Linked DNA regions of Mus musculus: region 2 is linked to region 1. The links are chromatin contacts, called in public HiChIP or PLAC-seq maps. All regions are on one chromosome and are shown on one strand. Each heading gives the region's core, a stretch centred on a gene start, on an enhancer-like site or on the middle of the called end of the contact. The rest is flanking DNA. Distances are from core to core; before and after follow the strand shown.

Region 1 (7,611 bases), core at 3,520-6,019:
GTTGATAGTCAAGGCTCAGACTCGGAATTGCTGAAGAATATTAATATTCATTCTTACATGCTTATTAGCAGAGCCATATTATAAAAGTAATTTTATTCTTCTATAATAATTGTTGTCTCCAAGGCTTACTGCCTCAGTGTGCTAACCTAGACCTTGTCCTGGAAGCTTCTGTACAATCTAATCTAGACCTAGATTGTTTTCCACCTCTGGGACTGGCTCACCCGTCTTAGTAATTCTTTCAGATCTCTGGCTGGCTGGTTTAACTCACTTATTCTGCCTCACACTCTTCAAGCTGACTGATTCAATCTGCCTTCTATCTTGGCTTCCTGCATTGCTCTGCTTGGCAACTTACTCACTTTGGCAGTCTATTTTGATCTTCTGGCTTCTTCTCATTCTCTGACTTGTTCTGTCTTCACCTGGGTCTAGCTTGTTCTCTCTACAACTTGTCTCTATAGAACTGTTCTGGGAAAACTGACCCCTCCCCCAGCCCCACCCTTCTCTGCACTGCTGTCTTAAGTAGCTTCCCATTTCTCTCTCTTCTCCTGAGAATTGAGTATATCCTAGTCTGTCAAATCTTTCTCTGATTTGTCGCTTTGTCTGCCTCTCAATTAGACATCACTTTCAAACATGCATGCTTCCCTCTACAAACTAACTTTACTTTCATTGTTTGGGATTAAAGGTTTGTAGTAAGGGCATGTCTGTATTCCAGCTGGAAGGATTAAAGGCGTGTGTTGAGGGCTGAGCCACATTACAACTGGAAACAGTTTCTTTCAGTAAATACCACAATCTTGAGGTTCACAGTGTTATCAAACATCCTACAACACCATATGCTAGTCTCAGGAGAATGGTACAATAAAAGTACTACTTGGACTGCCATAGTAGGGGAGACACATTTTAAAGCATCTATGTGGAGTTCCTACTGTGACAAGAGCTACACAGTTCCTATAGCATGCTCCCTTAACCCCTTGTTAGTAGATCTTTTTTTGTTGTTTTGTTTTGTTTTTGGTTTTTGGTTTTGTTTTTTTTTGTTTTGTTTTGTTTTTTTTTTTTTTTTTTTTTTTTTTTGAGACAGGCTTTCTCTGCGTAGCCCTGGCTGTCCTGGAACTCACTCTGTAGACCAGGCTGGCCTTGAACTCAGAAATCTGCCTGCCTCTGCCTCCCAAGTGCTGGGATTAAAGGTGTGCGCCACCACGCCCGACAGATCTTTTTTTAAGACAACGAAGCTCAATCTGAGCTGAGGGGATCAGGAGATGCTTAGGTGAAAGGTATGGGATGAGCACTCACTATGAGCTTGCAAAGGGCGCAAAGGGCGTCAAGCAGCTTGAAGAGAATCAAGGACACTTGCTGGGATGTGCATGGCAGTTTGAGGTTCTCCTGAGTGCCAGAAGAAGGCTGAAAAATGATTTGTTGGGTGAGGGAAATAATTCTCTTGATTTGCATCACCTTTTGCTGTTGACTTGGGCAGAAAAGAGAACAGAGGGGTGAGAGAAAGTAGTGGATACTTAGGGATGCTGCAGAAGCCAGCCAGAGCTGATGACAGCTTGTACTCAGCAGTGGCAGTGACATGGAAGGTAGCGTTCAGAAACACTTAGCGGTTAAAATGGCAGACTTAGGTGAGAGTTGGCAGGAAGCAGAAATAGCCTTGCATTTTCCTTTTGATGAGCTGCTGGTTAGGTTGCTATGTAAAGGGCCCCTTCACTCTTTTGTTCACAGTGACCACATGTTTAATACGGCCCTGTAGGAAGCGAAGGCATTACACGTGGTATAAGATGAGAGTTGAGGGCTGGTGAGATGGCTCAGTGGGTAAGAGCACCCGACTGCTCTTCCGAAGGTCCGGAGTTCAAGTCCCAGCAACCACATGGTGGCTCACAACCATCTGTAATAAGATCTGACGCCCTCTTCTGGAGTGTCTGAGGACAGCTACAGTGTACTTACATAAAATGAATAAATAAATCTTTAAAAAAAAAAAAAAAAAAAAAAAAGATGAGAGTTGATGTTTGAGCTTGGTCCATGCATTCTATCTGGTTATTGATAACATCTCCTTGACCATTTTGTAGTGCCGTGATAGAGCACACCAATCGTGTCATCTTTCTGGAAGATGATGATGTTGCAGCAGTGGTGGATGGCCGTCTCTCTATCCACCGAATTAAACGAACTGCAGGAGACCATCCTGGCCGAGCTGTGCAAACTCTCCAGATGGAGCTCCAGCAGATCATGAAGGGTGAGTACCTTGTCATGTTAGGACTTGGGATGCTTCAAGAAAGGAAGCCTCTACTTCCGTTATGGCTGATGAAGCTGTGGAGTCTTCCACATGATGAGTGGATGGTCAACCTGGAAAGGGATGACTCTAGAGAAACGGCCTGCTGGTCTTAGAATAGTTGTTGAATCTAACTCGTGGTCTGTTTTTAACTTTGTAAGAAGGAGGGGGTACCAAATGTTGAAAGATGCTTTGTAAGGGTACGAATGCCTCATGGCTGTTCAGTACTCTTGTTATATCTCTCTGTGCTTCAGCCTTCTCATGTATTGAGAGGGAGAAATAGACTCTATCACACTAAGGTTTGAGGATCAAGAAGGCTGATCTACACAAGCTCTTAGAATAAATAGTGCCTGATACCTGTGTGCCCCACATAATGTGTACTGCCGTTAACTGTTAGGGTTTTTATTCTCCTTTCTGACAGTGCTGTAGTAGGGATTATATCATAGAGCTACTGTCCTCAAAGTTCCATGAGCCATACTACAGTTCATTCAAGGAAGTAAATACTGATCTTACTTATAAGTAAGGAGTTTTCCCGGTTGACATAGTAAAGGTTAATTTGATCATTTGAACTTAAATTTGACTCAAAAATTTATCCTCTGCCCTTATTCATATAACTATGAATTTTAGCTACTAAGCAAATAAAGTGGCTTTCTTCCTTGTTCGTTTCTCATGTAGAGTGGAAATACTCATCCAGGCTTTTAGGAAGTCAGTCTGAATGAAAATCCCTTGTTGCATGGCCTTTGTTTCATCTCTCAAGATTACCTTGAGATAGTGTGTTTATATTGAAGAGGTAGTTGATTGTGTACAGATTGCTTAGCTTATTTACTGTTGTTTTAATTATATAATTTTTATTTTTGTAGGCAACTTTAGTTCATTTATGCAGAAGGAAATTTTTGAGCAGCCAGAATCTGTTGTGAACACAATGAGAGGAAGAGTCAATTTTGATGACTACACTGGTAATGACATTTTATATTTTGTCATTTAAGTCTCCTGGGGGAGTGCCATTAGCAACCTGACAAATTATTGTCCTTCTTATAGATTTGTGGAACAGCTAAGATTGCCAGGTATCAAAGTGCGATTGCACTGTGTATTGGTTGAGTCAGCTCAGATTTGGGGACAGAAAGTGGGCTGGTGGGGACAGGTGCTGGGGAATGGTGGAGAGTCATGGTCTCCTAGGTAGTTTTCACTGGGTATGTGGGAGAGTTCTAGAGTTGGATAGCAGGGCTGGGGCTCACAGTGTGAATGTGCATAATCCCACTACGAGGTGACAGTCACACACTAGGTTCTTGCTGTGGTTATCAGACCTTGGGCACTTTGCCTGCCTGTCTGTATAATATGTGTACCACATTTGTGCTTGATTCTCTTGGAGATTAGAAGAGGAACTGGAACAGGAGTTTGATATAGTTGGGAGCCATCATGTGTGCTCTGGAAACAGAACCCAAATTCTCTGCAAGAACAGCAAGTGCTCTTAACCATTGAGCCATCTTTCCAGCCCCTAGGTTTCTGTCATAAGTAGCAAAACACGAACTTCTGCAGAGGTCTTTCATGTTTGCACTTTGCTCCATGTTGAAAGCAGAAGTCAGAGAGCAGCTCTGGTCTCTAGAGCACACACCACAGCAGCTTACAGATACCGCATGACTAGACTCTAGTCTCCAACTCATGTCACAGGAGTAGACCATAGCAGAGTTTCTGATGTAGTCTTGCCCTTAATAATTTAATCATATGAATATATAATTAACAATTTAAATAAATGTAAAATATGATCCAAGCACTAGAAAGTGTTTAAAGTTTAGTATTGAATTTAGGAAAGGGATGTTGGGATGAGGGGAAGCCTCGCGATGTAAGAAGGTGTAGGCTTGGAAGATGTAAGTAAGTGGAGGTCAGATGGGAACACTGGGCTGCCTGGAAGAGCATTAGCTGAGGGCATTGGTGTGAAAGCCATGAGGAGGCTTATGCTCTGTTATGCTTATGCTCAGTAGTTTAGGGTATGTCTCAGGTCTAGGATTTGAAGAATTATAAAAGTCAGTTTAGGAAAGTTGGGGAGAGGAACTGTCCTGAGGAGGTGGATGGTGGGCTCAGGGGGCACCTCTGTTATGGAAGCTGATTAGCTTTTAAAGTCTGGGTGCTATCTGGTCTGTAGGTGCCAGGGAAGGGAAAGCCTGGGTTATATATAGCAGTACGATGTCGATCTGTCTGAGCACAGTGAAAAGAGGAAGAATGGGGAGACAGGAGCAATAGGAGTGGGACCGTGAGGACCACATAGATCTGTGAGGGAGGAGACCCAGGGCCAGAGCACAGTGCTCAAAGGATTCGTGGAACTTAAGTCAGGAAAAAGACCTGTTTGCTAAGCGAAGAGAATGAGGCCGACTTTGAGAACTTCATGGTATGCCTTTATTCCTGTGGTTACTGTGTTGTCTTAATCCCTCTGTGCCACATCCTGGGGAACAAAACTAGGACCCTGCATGTGCTATGTGTGTCGTCTCCTTCTGAGTCATACACCAGCGCTGAGACAGCTACTGTGTTTAAAACTCTTACGTGTATTACGTGCATATGAGTTGTCTAATGTAAACAGGATAGGAGTTCTCGGGGACGTCAGAACTGTCAGCTGAATGTTTGCCAAAGGTCACATTGCCAGTCACTCATGGGTGTGTTCCTTCAGTGACGCTCCTGAGGAACCCCACCTCCTAAGCAGTCTTTCTATTTATTTCTTAGTTATGGCTGTGTTGTCAGAGTTAGACTAAAGCATTATCCAGATTATGACATGCTTGGCAGGCTGAGGCAGGAGCAGCAAGAGGCCTGCCTGGGTCTCACACATTGTACATAAGTCATTTCAGACCTTGGGGGACTCCTAGAATTAGCCTAAAAGCCATCAGGGAATTTGCTTGACTAAGTTTAGGAAACATGTCTTAACATGCCTGTTCTTGATCTCCATCTGCAATACTACCTTCTCTGGTAGACTGTCTGCTCTTTTGGGAGGAGGGGTAGGGTGTTATATAGTCCCAAATGGCCTGGAACTCACTTTTGAAGACCAGGCCAGCCTTAGACTCACATATCTCCAGCTGCCTCTTGATTTAAAGGTGCGCCCTCCTCATGTAATTTGTCTGTTTTATATGGAGTATGACTCACCCCAGCCTCCAGGCGTTGTTTTTTTGTTTTTTGTTTTTTTTTCTGTCTTATAGCCATCCATTTGGTTTTGTATGGCTGAGTTTCTGAAGTATATGGCAAGCCAAAGGAAAAGAATCAGTAGAAAATGATGGATAGACAGACAGAACAAAATATCAAAATGTCTAGCAGAAATTGACTGGGAAGGCTTCTGTAACCCAGTCAGTTGGAGTTTAGTCAGGGTAAAATGGTCCCTCAAGTAAGGGGAGGCTTCGGAGTATCAAGAGTGGGCATTGTCAAATTGGGTAGAGCAGAAACAGACCTGGGATGGTGAGGTGGTTCTAACTTTTCAGCTTTTCCTTCCCTCTGCACACACTTGTTTGTTATGGGGAAACAGTAGTAACATCTGTTAGAAATAGTTTTTCCTTGGAGCTGTTCCCATGGCTTTCCTTAGGCTGTTTTTTTCTCGTGCCTATCACAGTGTTTAGAAGGCTATTCTGTCTTCAGATTGGAGAGAACAAACATTCTTGGGCCTGAAATGGTGGGGGGTGGGGGGGTGGGAAAAACCCCATTTCCAGAGGCAGTTTCTCAGTGGATTCAAACAGCACACAGTATTTTACCAATAGAACACACATCATACTTCCTAAAGTGTAGCGCACACCAAGACCTGTGCAAACACTGTACTCTTACACTGTGTTTTGATTAAGAGCAGGCACAGAAGTTAACCTGGAAATGCTCACAGGGGACCTGGAAAACATGAATAGTGTGGTTTATAGTCCAAGTCATTTGGGAAACCAGCAGCAAGTTTTGTTGTTGCTTTGTTTGGTTTCTACTTTGGTGGTGTCTGGGGACTGGGAGGCTAATACATGTGAGCAAGTGTGTCTGTGTGAATGTGGAGGTCAGAGGTCACTGTCGCATGCCTTTCTCAGTACCTTTCACCTTATCTCCTGAACCTGGGGCTTACTGACTGGCTGCACTGGCTGGTCATTGGGCTCCACCTTCCTAATGTTGGGACTTGCCGGTCTCCATCTTCGTAATGCTGGGATTACAGGCACCTGTCATTGTGCCCAACGTTTTATGTGAGTGCTAGAGATCCAAATTAGGTCTTCACACTTGCTGAGAGAATATTGTTGTCACCATCACCATCTTCAGAGATGATCCAATGGATTTCAGTAGGTGGGCAGAGGAGAGATGTCCCAGCAGTCCAAGTGAGGCCAACATTGGAACTGAACTGTTAAGTCAGTAGCCATGGCAAAGACTGAGAGAAAAGAGGGCTTGCATACAAACAGGACTGCAGGATTCTATGCACATCAGTACCACATTAAAAAAAACCTCTCTGGACTGAGGGGTGGCTTGAGGGACCAAAATGCATCACTGTTGCATTAAGGAATGGGAACAGGAACTTCCTCTTGGAGTAGTTTGACCAAGAACCTCAAGTTTGAGTTCTGCTTCTCCATTGTGGCTAGTGGCCTCTTGGCAGCATGTCTGTCCTATAGGACTGATCTGTCTGTCCCTGTTCCTTCTCTGTTGTGTCTGATCTCTCTGTTTGTTGTGTTATCCCTAACAAAAGTTACTTTACTGACTCAGAACACCATTCGGTCATAGAGCTATGTGCACACGTTGCTCCCAACATTTATGTGTTGTTTGTTTTAAGGTTGCTTTCAACCTGTTTGCTGCTCTCAGCAATGATTGCTACAGTACACATGCATTATTCTTCTCGGTCGACCATGGAAGAGTCCATAATCTAAGAGTAAGGCTGTGCATTGAGCCTAAGTTGTAAAGCTGATTGCATGGGAAATCCAACACATAGTAGAGTTGGTTACATTGTTCTCTTAAAGGCAGGTTGGTTAAACAGGCTGAGTATACATAGACTAGCAGGGTGGATGCATAGTCCTACACGATCTCTGCACAATGTAAATGTGGCTGCAGGGTCTGGCAGTAGTTTAGTCTCTTTGAAGACAAGAAGTGCTCTTAGAAAAATAGATTACCATAGTTTGGAGTTTGTAGAAATAAACATAATGTAATTTTCTAGGTAGCTTTATTAGACATAATGAAAACAATCATTTTGTATATTTGATTGTACCTGCCTATGTTCATGTGTTTAGGGAGGGGTGTGTGTGTGTGTGTGTGTGTTTATATTTATATATATATGTGCACTTGCTTGCTTGCTTGTGCTGATGTGGAAGCCAGAGACCAACCTTGGGTGTTGTTTCTCAGGCTTATTCCACCCTGTTTTGTTTGTTTTTTTAGAT
Region 2 (7,611 bases), core at 2,094-4,593, 440 kb after region 1:
TGTGTGTGTGTGTGTGTGTGTGTGTGTGTGTGTGTGTGTGTATGAAGAGCGTATATGAAGGTCAAAAGACAATTTTCAGGGGTCAGGTCTTTTTTTTTTCACCAGGTGGGTTCCAGGGATTGAACTCAGGTTATCTGGTTGGGTGGCAGGCACCTTTATCTGAGCTGAGTGAGCATTACAGAAGGATAGTTTTGCTGGATATAAGATTCTTGATCAATAGCCATAGCTGGAAAGAACCCAGATGCCCCTCAACAGAGGAATGGATACAAAAAATGTGGTACACTTACACAATGGAGTACTACTCAGCTATTAAAAAGAATGAATTTATGAAATTCCTAGGCAAATGGTTGGAGCTGGAGGGCATCATCCTGAGTGAGGTAACACAATCACAAAAGAACTCAAATGATATGTACTCACTGATAAGTGGATATTAGCCCAGAAACTTAGTATACCTGAGATATAAGAGACAATTTGTAAAACACATGAAACTGAAGAAGAACGAAGACCAAAGTGTGGACACTTTGCCCCTTCTTAGAATTGGAAACAATCACCCATGGAAGGAGTTACAGAGACAAAGTTTGGAGCTGAGACAAAAGGATGGACCATCTAGAGACTGTCATATCCAGGGATCCACCCCATAATTAGCCTCCAAACGATGACACCATTGCATAAACTAGCAAGCGTTTGCTGAAAGGACCCTGATATAGCTGTCTCTTGTGAGACTAGGCCGGGGCCTAGGAAACACATAAGTGGATGCTCACAGTCAGCTATTGGATGGATCACAGGGCCCCCAATGGAGGAGCTAGAGAAAGTATCCAAGGAGCTAAAGAGATCTGCAACCCTGTAGGTGCAACAACATTATGAACTAACCAGTACCCCGGAGCTCTTGACTCTAGCTGCATATGTATCAAAAGATGGCCTAGTCGGCCATCACTGGAAAGAGAGGCCCATTGGACATGCAAACTTTATATGCCCCAGTACAGGGGAACGCCAGAGCCAAAAAGTGGGAATGGGTGGGTAGGGGAGTGGGGGGGGGTATGGGGGACTTTTGGGATAGCATTGGAAATGTAATTGAGGAAAATATGTAATTAAAAAAAAGATTCTTGATCAACAGTTCCTCCTCTTTCTAGAAGGTTGAATTCATCATCAGATCAAAAGCTTCTGATAAGAAATGTCTCATGATCGTATTGAGAGTCCTTTGTAGGTGATCAGTCACTTCTCTCCACCTGCTTTTAAATTTCTCTTTACCACTCTTTTCTGAAAGTTCAGCTGTAACGCATCCTAACGCATCTTTGCGGGCCCTAAGCTCATCACACTTGTAGTTAACTCAGCATCATGGTTCTTTATATTCATGTCCTTCATCAAGTGTGGGAAGCTTTCAGTCATTGCTCTTTAGACATCCTCTCTTCCCCTTTCTCTCTTCCCCTGAGACTCAAACAATGAGTGTATTTCTCTGTTGACTCATGACCTACAGATCCCTTAGGCTCTGAGCACTTTCCTCTAATGTGGCTTATATTCCTCAAACTTGACTATTTCCAATGCCTCACCCTTGAGTTTGCAGATTCTCTTTCTTTCTCATATCTGGTTTCAAAACACTCTAGTAAGATTTTCATTTCATTTATGTATGATTTTTAGCTTCAGCATTTCTTTTCATTTCCTTTTATGTTTTCTATCTTCTTTTCACGGATAAGTTATGATGATCTATTTTCCTCCTTTGAATAGATCATACTTTAATGTTTCTTCATATACTTTGTTATTTTGTTGTTCTTGAAAAAAAAGAAGAGAGAGATAGAGATGGAGACAGAGAGACAGTGACAGAGAAAGCGCAAACTCAGCATTTGAAAACACTACTCTGGAATTCAGATTTTCCCCTTCTTCAGGTGTTGGGTTTCTGGCTTTTAAAATTTTGTCTATTGTAAATGTCACAGGCTATTTCATTTGAAAAAAAATCAGAAGTTTGAAAAGTCAATTCAAAAGCATGGGCCTTTAAATTTTCTGAAAGTCAATAATCAAATAGGGAGGCTCACACAGTGCTGGAGTAGAATAGAGTAAACAAAAATGACTGCCCCTGGCTTGCCTGGAGCACAGATTTCTGTCATTTGATGATCCAGTCTCTTTGATCCAGCAGGCAGCACAAGCTGCCCAGGGCATGTACTCCCAGCTGCCTGGCACAGGGGTGGCGGCGAGAGACAGGTTGGTACTTGTGGTACTATTCTTGGTTGCCAGCTTGAACAATCCAGAAATGTAGGGAACACCTTTAAAAGATTTTCTGCTTGGTTTGAAGTAGGTGGATCCATTTTTAGTCAGGACCTTTGAGGCAGGAAGACTCACACCTTTGATTTGGATCTTGAGTCAAGAAGACACACCTTTAATATGGACTATACTTTCTGTTAGAAGTCTATACAAGGACATAGAGTAAGGAATATTTCTCTTTGCCTGTTTGTCCTCCTCTTGCTAGGACACCCACTGTTTCACTGACATTGGAGTTTACTTCTTTGAGATTCCAAAACAGGTAGAAGACCAGCTGAGACATCCAGCCTTGTGGGACTGAGCAACTACTCTATTCTTGGACTTGCAGCACCCAGCTAGCCATTGTTTAATGAGCTGGTCTGAAGTCTGAAGATCATTCCAATAAATTCGAGAGAGAGAGAGAGGTTCTGTGACTCTAGAAAATCCTGACTAAGACAATACTCATGTTTCAAGATCTTGAATTTACCAAAATTAAATGAAATTTAGCACCCAAACCTTCTCCTGGAAAACTGAGACCTCCATGAGACACCAGAAATCCAAGATGGCTGCACTAGGTGGATTCTGCAAAGGTGATTCCCTAGGTGGGGACACAGATCTCTGGTGCTTCTGTCATTGGCCCAGTTTCCTTTATGTTTCAGGGAATTGTTCCATTTAACTAAGTCCAGCCAAAAAATAGGAATATGTCAAAAATAAAACAGCTCATGTATTTTATAATAAACTGAGTTGGGGTAAATTTAGGAAAATAGCAAGTGTGTGTGTGTGTGTGTGTGTATGTTTGTTTGTTTGTTTGTTTGTTTGTTTATTTAGTGTGTATGATGAATGTGTGCATGCATGCATACATGTGAGCATCTGTACACTTGTCAGTGTATATGTGTATAAATGGAGGTCAGAGGGCAACTGTTCTCTTCTTCCTCTGTACAATCTAGATGAAAGTCAAACTCAAGTCACCAGGTTTATGTGGCAAATACCAGGGAGCCATCTTGATAGCAAAAGTAAATATTTTTATGTGAACTGAGACTAAGATGAGGGGAAAGGCAACTGTGCTCCGGATGACTCATTAGTCTCCTGACTCTGAGAGCAGCCACTGCCTCCTCTCCTTCTCTTCCTTGGCATTGAACCAGCTATGAACAGAGCTGGTTTAAAATCAGATCCAGGAGGAGGAGGAGGAAGAGGAAGTTGCACTTAGATTCAAGAAAAGCCTCTAAGAATATCTGTTCCTTTCGTATGTAGGAAGATGCTGCACGGCACAAATATAAACAAACAAACAAACGGCTTGGTGCCTAAAATCTGAAATGTCAGTTGATAGGTGACTGAGTTTTGTTATTTTGGGAGTAGAATATTTGGGGCATGAGCTTCCAGAGGATGCAGTGATGTTCCAGAGTGTTCTGCTATAAAATGTGCACTGGCTGCTCCATCTGAGCAGTAAATGATACTTTAGAAAATGCTGCTTCTGTGATCTTGGGGAGGCCTGGGGACAGAAGGCTGAGCGGTCAGATGGGAAATCCATATTTGTTATGCCTGATTGTGGGTATGTTCTTGTGGGCAGTACTAGTATGGGGAAAAAACAAAAGAAGATGTTTATAAGCCACTGCAGGAAGTAGCTGAAGGAAAGACTCCGAATCCCTAATATTTATGGAATGCATTTGTTCTTCACAGAGTATCCTGGGCTAAGATGACCAAGACCAACTCCTGACACTAAAACCATAATCCACATAGGAAAACTGTGGTACTAGATTCCACCAGGATCAATGCTTTTCACTCTTTGATATACATGAGAGATTGAAAAGCAGGTAACAGAGAGGGAGAAAGTAACTCTGGTCACACATCTGACTAAAGATGTACTTAGAATCTACTTTAGTAGACTCTTGACTGTAGGTGGTAATCCACCTACTTCCCAGCCTGCTGCTCTCTTACAATGTACTCAATAAAATGCAATTCAAAAAAGAAAAAAAGAGAGGGGAGAGGGGGAAGGCTGGAAGGGAGAAGGGGGAAGAGGGAAGGGGGAAGGGGAGGAAGTGGAGGAGGGGGGAGGAGGAGGGGAGGGGAGGAAGAGGGGAAAGAGGAGGGGGAGAAGAAGGGAGGAGAGGCACACTCAAAACTTATCCCTGAGAAAACAGGTCAATTTCTAAAATGACCAAAATATTTGAACTGTCACTTTGTTAGATGAAAAGATGCTAGTACGATATGTAAAATAAAACCACAGTAGGGTACTAATACAAACACATTAGAATAAATAGGGTAAAATGTAATGGCAACCTTATATCAAGGACTGCTAAGCAAGAAGCGGACGCTTTCTTAGGAGGCTGGTCAGACAGGAAATGATGCTGCCACATGGGCAAATGACTGCTGACAAGTGTCTCATAGAGTTAAACTCAGACTTCTCAGTGTGCCCACGCCTCAATATTTGCCTCAGAGAGACAATGCATCATAGTTATAGAAAACCTCTAGGTAGATATTTGTAGCACTTCATCGTAATCGCTGTCTGTCAGAAACAACCCCCATGTCTTTCTCTCTTCTACATGTACGGATATGGAGGGTGATTTTTCTACCTGCCCTTCATAAGAACCAAATATGTGACCCTGGGGCAGTACATTCCCTTCCCTCAACAGTGAGGAAGAGCAACAATAAATAAAATTCAAAATTCATTCCTACACTACTATGTCTTTTTTTTTCATTTTTAACCAATCCATTTTTTTAATTCTTAAATTCTTGACATTACAGAACTAAAATGAAATTTATTAACATTCTACTCTTACATTTCTTATCGACAAACAGAAAATAAAATCCATGAGCCAAAGAACTCAAACGAAACTAAAAACAGGGAAAAGCTTATAAAACTAAATATGGATCCCAGCATTAACGGCTGAACAGAGAATGTGATTTTTCTTTAAATTCTTAGTGGATGATAAAGTGTAGAAACTGAACACTTACAAACTATTTAAAACCTGAAATCACACAGTTGGATCATGGGAAAACAGCAGAAGGGGGTTACGAGCAAACCTACACTGTTCTGGCCAAGCTGAACCAGTTGACAAGACAACAGTCTCACTTTGCCATGATGCACGGCAGGGTGGGATTTGCCGGAATTGGCTCCAGCTCTCCAGAGGTGAAAGGCTATTGGGCAAGTTTGGATGCATCTACTCAAACCACCCATGAACTCACCATTCCAAATAACTTAATCGGCTGCATAATCGGCGCCAAGGCGCCAGCATCAGTGAGATCCGCCAGATGTCCCGGGGCCCAGATCAAAATTGCCAACCCAATGGAAGGCTCTTCTGGAAGATAGGTCACTATTACTAGTTCGGCTGCCAGTATTAGCCTGACCCAGTATCTAATCAATGCCAGGCTTTCCTCTGAGAAGGGAATGGGGTGCAGCTAGAACAGTTTAGATTCGCTAAGATGTCTCACTAAGGAAGAGGCTGCTGGCCACCTGCACAGGCTGCTACTCTGGGAGGCTTGCTGCCACCTGGTGGCTCCTGCCAGCATAGGTTCACAGAGGTTGCCAACAGTGGCCAACTGGAACCTGTTGGTCCACTACTAACCAACTAAAAGCAGCTCAAACAGTCCTAGGAACTTCCTCCACCAGTTATCATTTGCAGTGGTCCAGCCCATGGAGTTTAGACTAGAAAAACAAGACAGAGCTAGGGAAGCCATGTCGTGCTTTCCCACCAGCCTGGTCGTTTCTTCTGTGTTCCCTTACATGTAATATCCAGAAGACACCCTAGGTGAGAGGTGTGGGCCACTTGTCCAGCTTGCAAGGGCTTTCTTTGCACTTAGAAACTTACAGCAGTGTTTTTACCCTTTGAGGTTGCAGACCTCATTGGGAATTTGTGTGTTCATATGCATTTCTTCATACAACCTCTGGAGGGGTGTACTCACTGAAACCAGCCTTGAGCGCAAAGGGAAGGAGATCCTGATTGTAGGCCTGCTATCAATGTTATCTAGGGATCCTGTAAGCTTCTCAGACTTCATTTGGGACAGAAAGGGAGCTAGCAGGTGATGTGTATGAAAATGAAGGGGAACGGTGCTGCCCCTGAGGGGCAGAACTTGCCTTAATGGCCCTATGATGTCCCAGATGCCAGTGTGGCTCTTAGCCATGTCTATTCATGCTGAGTATTCTCTGCCTTTCCTTTTTGCCCTAAGCACCACTTTCCAGTTTTGCACACTGGAGTTTCTTGGTCTCTCCCACTCCCTACTCCTGTTCATCCAAAGTCCTTGGCCATGAGGGTTTGGGTTGGGAGTGAGAAAACCAAACAAACTCAGAAAAGAAGCCAACAGCCCTGACCACCCAGTGTATAAGCAAACCCCAGGCTTCTCTAGGCGACTAAAAGCAAATGTGTCTTAGTCCCTATGGTCAGGGCGCACAGCAGTGAGACACAATGAGTCCTAAGTGGGATGCATGACCTGGAGTGTGCACTGTGGTTCTCAGAAGCCTACAGTAAGTTCATGGGTAAAGCAGGTGAGCAGAGTGCCAGAGAGGAAAAGGGGGTGCAGGAGGGAAAGGGGTACAGGAGAGAAGGGGTGCAGCCTCCTCCTTTCCCTGGACCTGTTGACACATGCATGGCTCAGTGCTATTGTCCCTTCATACAGGTGGTCGTTTAAAAGAAAACGGCCCCCATAGGCTACTAGGGAGTGGTACTATTAGGAGGTGTGGCCTTGTTAAAAGAAGTGGTCACTGGGGGCAGGCTTTGAGGTCTCAGATGCTCAAGCCATGCCCAGTGTGGCAGTTCTCTGCCTGCTTCCTAGAGATCCAGATGTAGACCTCTCAGCTCCTTCTCCATCACCATGTCTGCTTGTATGCTGCCATGCTTCCCACCATGAGGATAATGGACTAAACCTCTGAAACTGTACGCCAACCCCAATTCAATGTTTTCCTTTACAAGAGCTGCTGTGATCATGGTGTCTCTTCACAGGATAAAAGTTTTACTAAGACAGAAATTGGTACCAGGAACTGTAGTATGGCTGTGATAGGCCTGACTGTGTTTTTGTTTGGAGAAATGTAGACTTTGGGACTTTGGGTTAGAAAAGCAGTTCAACACTTTAAGTGGGGCTCAATGGGCCATCCTAGTAGGACCATGGAAGACAATGGTGTCTCTGAACTGTGGGGGCCTGACTCAAGAGGTTTCAGAAAAGAATATGAGCACGTGACCTAGAGATCATTCTGTGATATTTTGGTGAAGAATGTGGCTGCCTGTTGTCCTATTTGTAAAGTCTGCCTGGGGCTAAATTGAAGAGTTCTGGATAAACTGTGTTAGCACAGGAAATTTCAAAGCAGCCTAGCATTGACTCTAGAATATGGTTATTAATGTTCACACTTATGAAGATCTATAATGAAAAGGAACAAGCTGATAGAGGAAAATT

What was found. HiChIP or PLAC-seq counts read pairs in DNA pulled down with a chosen protein or histone mark.
Region 2: a contact with region 1 is called in an H3K27ac HiChIP or PLAC-seq map of microglia, with 6 times the contacts expected there. The contact joins two enhancer-like sites. A contact is called at or near these places in 1 of 39 promoter capture datasets (second pharyngeal arch cranial neural crest), 1 of 115 datasets of contacts at active chromatin or transcription factors (microglia) and 2 of 9 other capture datasets (embryonic stem cells and pancreatic islet).

What each region holds. Positions count from the first base shown.
Region 1 is chr6:87,064,567-87,072,177 of GRCm38.p6, forward strand. Gfpt1 (glutamine fructose-6-phosphate transaminase 1) reads left to right here. Exons shown (of 19, transcript NM_013528.3): 10 at 2,058-2,221; 11 at 3,118-3,213. Among named protein-coding and RNA genes, the nearest start is that of Gfpt1, 26 kb to the left of the region's middle. Within about 2 kb of position 4,770, at least 93 of the 459 cell types and tissues checked have an H3K27ac peak or open chromatin away from gene starts, as enhancers often do. A contact at or near this core is called in microglia, where this site is marked.
Region 2 is chr6:87,507,853-87,515,463 of GRCm38.p6, forward strand. All of the region lies in intron 1 of Arhgap25 (Rho GTPase activating protein 25), which reads right to left. Among named protein-coding and RNA genes, the nearest start is that of Arhgap25, 22 kb to the right of the region's middle. Within about 2 kb of position 3,344, at least 46 of the 459 cell types and tissues checked have an H3K27ac peak or open chromatin away from gene starts, as enhancers often do. A contact at or near this core is called in microglia, where this site is marked.